2 separate regions of the Hordeum vulgare genome follow, and region 1 is linked to region 2. A link is a contact called in public Hi-C data. All regions are on one chromosome and are shown on one strand. The core of a region is the stretch at or near the end of the contact, and the rest is flanking DNA. Distances in the headings are between cores, read along the strand shown.

What was found. Hi-C and Micro-C count contacts between places; a contact is called where the count stands out from the background.
Region 1: a contact with region 2 is called in a Hi-C map of leaf, with 4 times the contacts expected there. The contact joins the promoter of LOC123440117 here to the promoter of LOC123441833 in region 2. A contact is called at or near these places in 3 of 6 Hi-C or Micro-C datasets (leaf and seedling).

What each region holds. Positions count from the first base shown.
Region 1 is chr3H:442,906,707-442,909,406 of MorexV3_pseudomolecules_assembly, forward strand. LOC123440117 (protein PLASTID MOVEMENT IMPAIRED 2-like) reads left to right here and starts at 1,366. Exons shown (of 2, transcript XM_045116696.1): 1 at 1,366-1,888; 2 at 2,011-2,700. The coding sequence starts at 1,790.
Region 2 is chr3H:442,564,779-442,567,478 of MorexV3_pseudomolecules_assembly, forward strand. It overlaps LOC123441833, which reads right to left and starts at 1,345. Exons shown (of 1, transcript XM_045118045.1): 1 at 613-1,345. The coding sequence starts at 1,345. The coding sequence ends at 920.

The DNA.
Region 1 (2,700 bases), core at 116-2,615, 340 kb after region 2:
TATGCATGAAAAATGAAAGGAAGTAATTGGAATCAGTGCGTAGAGCAACATCAACTTCTAGTCGGTATCTCTCTCCATCCAGTAGTAGCACTGAACAAGCAAGAACGACATGACCCAAAACAACGTTATTTTTTTCTCTAAAATTCCCTCTCACTCTGTCTGTTCGTGCCACAGCAAGCAATCGCAACACCGCAACTTCAAGAGAAAAGCAGCCGCAGGCAGAGCCGTAGTGTAGCCCTCTATCCAAATTGCTAGCAATGAACAGTCTTCCTGCACCCTCAGCCCCGTTGTTTGTGCCCTCTCGCATCATGGTCACGGCCATGAAACACTGCTCCTAGCTGCCTGCTAGCTCCTCCTACCTTGATCTCCCCTTTGCAACCTCACCTCTTCCGAGAGTCTTGCAACACCCATGCGACTTCTTCTCCCCACGGCATTGCATCCCCCAGCGACCTCATCCTCACGTGCACACCTCCCCTTCCACTGACGACCTTGCCTCCCTCCAGGAGCGACCAGTTAGTGGAATAAGCCTCTGCAGGCCTGCGGCACCGCTGAATGACGGGTTTCGGCGTCCGCATATCCGGCGGCGGTACGAAGCACGCCTGTATCTATGCGATGACCTTCGACTCGCCTGCCAGGTGCACCTGGCGGATCTTAATTCCTCAATTTGTTTTGGTTGATTCTATTCTGATGGTGCGTCAGTCTGGGGATTAGCCAATTTTTCATAGCCAAGTTTAATAACAGACTAAAAATACCTTTTTTTATTAGTAGTATATTATAGGTATTATTATAATCAAATGTGCTGGATGTTCCGTGCAATGGACAAGCAGTAACTAACTATCATAGCTGTCTCATGTTAGCTAGCTGCATGCATCGTGCCATGGACGTGATGTTCCGCCTACAGTAAGAAGCGTTCCTACGCACATATGGACTGAATCGTGTTTGTGGTCAGTTGACTGACGCAAAATTTACTTTCAGTCGACTAACCACTAGCCGGTCCCATTGATATATCACAGATATTAGTTAATATATTTTCTTAATCGAAAAAAGTCTACCTTCGAAATACAGCAGTTGTCCGATCGACGTAATGCAACACGAGCCACTTGCAACTTATGTGGCCAAAAGACATCGCCAAAAATCCCATTGTCTTTTTACACCAAAGCCCCACAGAAGTAGTTGTACTCCCTTTGTTTTTTTAGTCTGATATAAGATTTGATCAAAGTCAAGTGATACAAAGTTTAATCATATATATATTAAAAGATATCAACATCTATAATACTAAACTATATGTTATGAAAATTAATATTATGGGGCATCTACTAACATTGATTCAATATTATAAATGTTGATATTTTATTCCATAAATTTAGTCAAAGTTTATGAAGTTTGACTTTGATTAAAATCTTATATGCGGATTAAAAAGAAACAGAGGGAGTACAAGCGAAACGGCGAGTTAAATTGAGAGGGAGCTGTCAGCTACTAATTGCTAGAGACAATATTAGCAAAACGTGATGGGAGGCAGGGACAAGGACGAGGTGGATAAAACGGGAGCAGTCGTGTTGTGTGGTAGTGAGCTCCTCCGAGTCCTGCCAACAAGGATAGAGCTGAGGCTGAAACACTTGTCCTCGTTTAGCAGCACATAAATTCCCCTCTGCCCTTTGCAACTTCTTCCCCCTCCAACCAAATAAGCATTTCCAATCGTCTGTGTCGCTGTGAACCTACAAATTTGTCTGGTGAGGATATACTAGTAGCTTGTATACTCTTGTTGCTAGGTTGCGTCATTTGGAGCACAATGGAGGCTACCATGGATGGTGGATCAGTGAGAGCCACAATGAGCATCTTTGGCGAGAGCATAAGTGGGAGAAAGGCAGACAAGAACAGAGCTCAAGAGGTACTCTTTCAATTCCGAAATCCATGGAAGACTTGACATTATCTTCCCTGTTTCTTGCCATCCCATCAAGTAGTTTAGTAGTAATGTTTGATTGTCGCTCATATCTACCTTGTTGTATGCAGAAACTGTCCTCTGAAATGAGACAAGTAGCGAAATCCGACATGGACAAGCTGAACGAACGCAAGGCGTCCGTGGATAACGAGCGAGCCGGCGCCGAGTCGGAGCTGTCGAGAGCACGAGCCATGGCCAAGGAGCTGGAGCGGCAAATCGACCAGACCAAGGCCAAGGCGACGTCCCAGAGGTCAGGGCTGCAACTGCAAGCAACGTGGGCACGGAAGAATGGCGCCGAGGAGGCATCGGACGCCCAGTACGCGGAGGTGTCGCAAGAGCTGGACCGCGTCAAGAGGGAGCTCCGCAAGCTGAAGCTGGAGGTGAAGTCCGCGGCGGAGGCCAAGGCCAAGGCCGAGAGCGACGTCGTGGCGACGGTGTGCAAGATCCAGTCCAACCTGCAGGCCGCCGACGAGATGAAGCGGCGCGTGGACGAGGCCAACGAGGAGCACGTCCTGGTGGAGCTCGCGCGCATCGAGGCCGAGCGGGAGCGCCGCGAGCTGGAGGCCCAGCACGTCGCCGAGGCAGAGCGGTTCGCTAGGGAGATCGAGGCCGCCAGGGCAAAGGTGAAGGAGGCGCGCAGGGAGGTGAGCCGCGCGAGGGAGCTGGAGGCCAAGCTGGAAGACACGAACGCCGACGTGGAGGTCCTGCAGGGCGAGATGGAGCTGGTGCGCGCCATGGAGAAGAACCACGTCCCGAACGAT
Region 2 (2,700 bases), core at 95-2,594:
AGGTGCGGGAGGAGGTTGGGGACGGGAAGTTTCCCTTCTACGCGTGGCCGGATCAAAGTGAGGGTTGGGGTAGATTTTGTCCCTCAATCCTTACTTCTACGGTTATTTCTGTTTTTTTTAGGATTTAAGGGCTCTATTAGACATACTCTTACGGATGATTTGGTGATCGGTTGGAGTTGCCCCGCCCGCAAAAAGAAAGTTGGAATTGTCCCAATGCTCCGAATCAAGGATTGGATTCTGCTGGAGCACCTTTCGGCAGGCAGTTAGTTTCTTTAACACACTCATCCTGATCGTCCACGTGGGGATGGCAATACATATAGAGTTAACTGCTTGCCGTGTCAGACACCCCCTTTTTTAATACCAGTACTAATTACAGTGGCCTCTCACTGAAAGAGAGAATTAAAATGCTGTTTAATAAGGGCTCGCATGTTTGACCACTTGTAACGGATCATTTTTCTCCTACAGTGTTGTGGTGAGGCACCAGTTCCTGCCGACTCGCGGTTCACCAGCTTGCCACGAGATAAATCCTGTGATACCATCCTACCAGTGTTGTGTTTCTAGGGCAGAACCTGATGGTGATCGGAGACATAAGAAGATAGTAATGCGGCTTTGTTTTTGGTGCAACCGTCAAATCAATAAATCACCACCCTGTTTCTTTTGCGGGGATAAATCATCTACTAGTCTATACTGAAAAATCTGGACAAGGTAATGTGGTGCTGCGTCCTGGGCAGCGACCTTGCTTCATTGCCGAAATTTCCGGCTAATCATCGGCGTGAGCTAATCGACGGCGAGAAAGAGAAGGAAGGAAAGCGAAAAAAAAGAGAGAGGGCCGGAGGCAGATCGAAACGGCTCATCCTACTCGGCAGATCACAGCAAAACTGGGCCGGCGAAAAATCAACCAGGCTAACTAACCAACTCGCTACCTCCTCCGGTCCTCCTCCCGATCCCGAGGGGGCGGTTGCCGCGGAGGCGGCGGCGGCGGCGGCGATCCGTCCTCGTCGGCCATTGTCCGCACCCGCCCCTGCCGGAGGTCCCCGAGCTCGGCGTCGGAGAAGGACGACGAGCCTCCCGGCGCGAGGCGCCGCGCGGGCCTCCGCCGCCTGAGCCGCCAGCACCGGCGCGCGGCGCGGACGGGCGCGCGCGCCACGCAGCAGAGCACGGCCACCGGCAGGCACGCGCAGAAGACGCAGCACGAGACGGCGCACTCCGCCAGCGCCCCTTCCTTCCCGGCGTCCTCGCGCGGCGCCGCCGGCGACGCGTCGCGGTCGCGTCCCCGCGCGCCGTCCCACCGCTTCCCTGCCGCCGGCTTCTTGCGCGCGTCCGCCTCCTGCTCGGCGGCGGCCATTCACTTGTCCTTGGCTTCTGGGTTTCGTGCGAGAGATTCGAACGGGAGGCGTGGGGTGGCGTGGTGTGGTGTTGTGGGTGGCACGGGCGGGTGCGGGTGCGGGTCGTGGGAGGGAGGAAACTCTCTCCCTCTCTCTCGAGAAACTTTGTCTGCTCCCTCCCTCGGATTTAAATTGTGGTGCTCGCAAAAGCGTCTCGTGTGGTTTCCTCTCCCCGTTCGCTTTCGCCGTTTAATTTTTTCCCTATCATTTTGCCGTTGGTTACTGGTATAGGAGATAAATAATTCGAAAGGAAGCTAACGCTAGGGTAGCCACTGAGCCGACCTCGAGTCATTTCATCGGACTATTCGTCTTAAGAGATTGATTAAGGTGTTGTTCGGGTCCGGGTCTCTTTTATTTAATTTGCGAACCGAAAGATGGTTAAGTGGGACAAGGACAGCTGTTGGCGAAGCATCACAGTTGCAAGATCTTCCTTTCTTATTAATCGAACAAAAGTAAAGTATGATCTGATCGGATGGTGGTAGTGCCTGCCCGGGATATTTTGTCTGGTAGGACGCGCTATTCAGTCGCAGTCAGCCACTGAGAAACTTGGTCAAGACGCTCAAATCCGTTCCAGGTGTGCATACAGATTAATGAAGCATTATTTTGGGACTGTGGTTGTGGGACTGGACGTAGCCGCACGGTGGGCGCCGGGGAGGGCACGAGAGACGATACGGGACGGGAGCATGTGTGTGTGGCCCGCGGTGCCCGGCACGAGGCCGTTCGCTCTGCCACCGGCGTCTCTGTCCACGTTGCTGGGCTGCTGCCTGCTGGTGGCCGGCGCTCGCTTTTATTTTGTCAGTGTCACAGTGTCACCTACTAGTACCTTAAGATGAGGGTCAGGGCCCTCCTACCTTTTGCTTCTGCTCAGCTGCAACCAAAGCGAAGCCCTGCTCTCGCTACTTTACTCTCAGGCCTTCATCGACGGGGACGGCAGCATTGGCAATGAATGGCCAAAGTACTGCACAACACGAAAAACTAATTGGCTGGCAGGCATCGGTGCATCACTGTGATTACGACCGCACAAAGAAAACCACTCTTCTAAGAAACTTCAAAAGTTCCATGCCTTTTTTTTTTCTTCCAAGACAGTACAGATGACGACACCCATACATAGACACCTGCATTCATTCATATTAACGCACATACATACATCCTATCATATGAACACCTTTAAAAACAGTAAAATAGACAAAAATAAGCCGTAGGCGAAACAAATCCAGATAATAACTGCTTATGAAACTATTTCACATAGTTAACCCTTTCCGGTAGCGACCAATGCATATGCGCTATGCTCTGTGCGGTAGCGGTGTTCTGACAT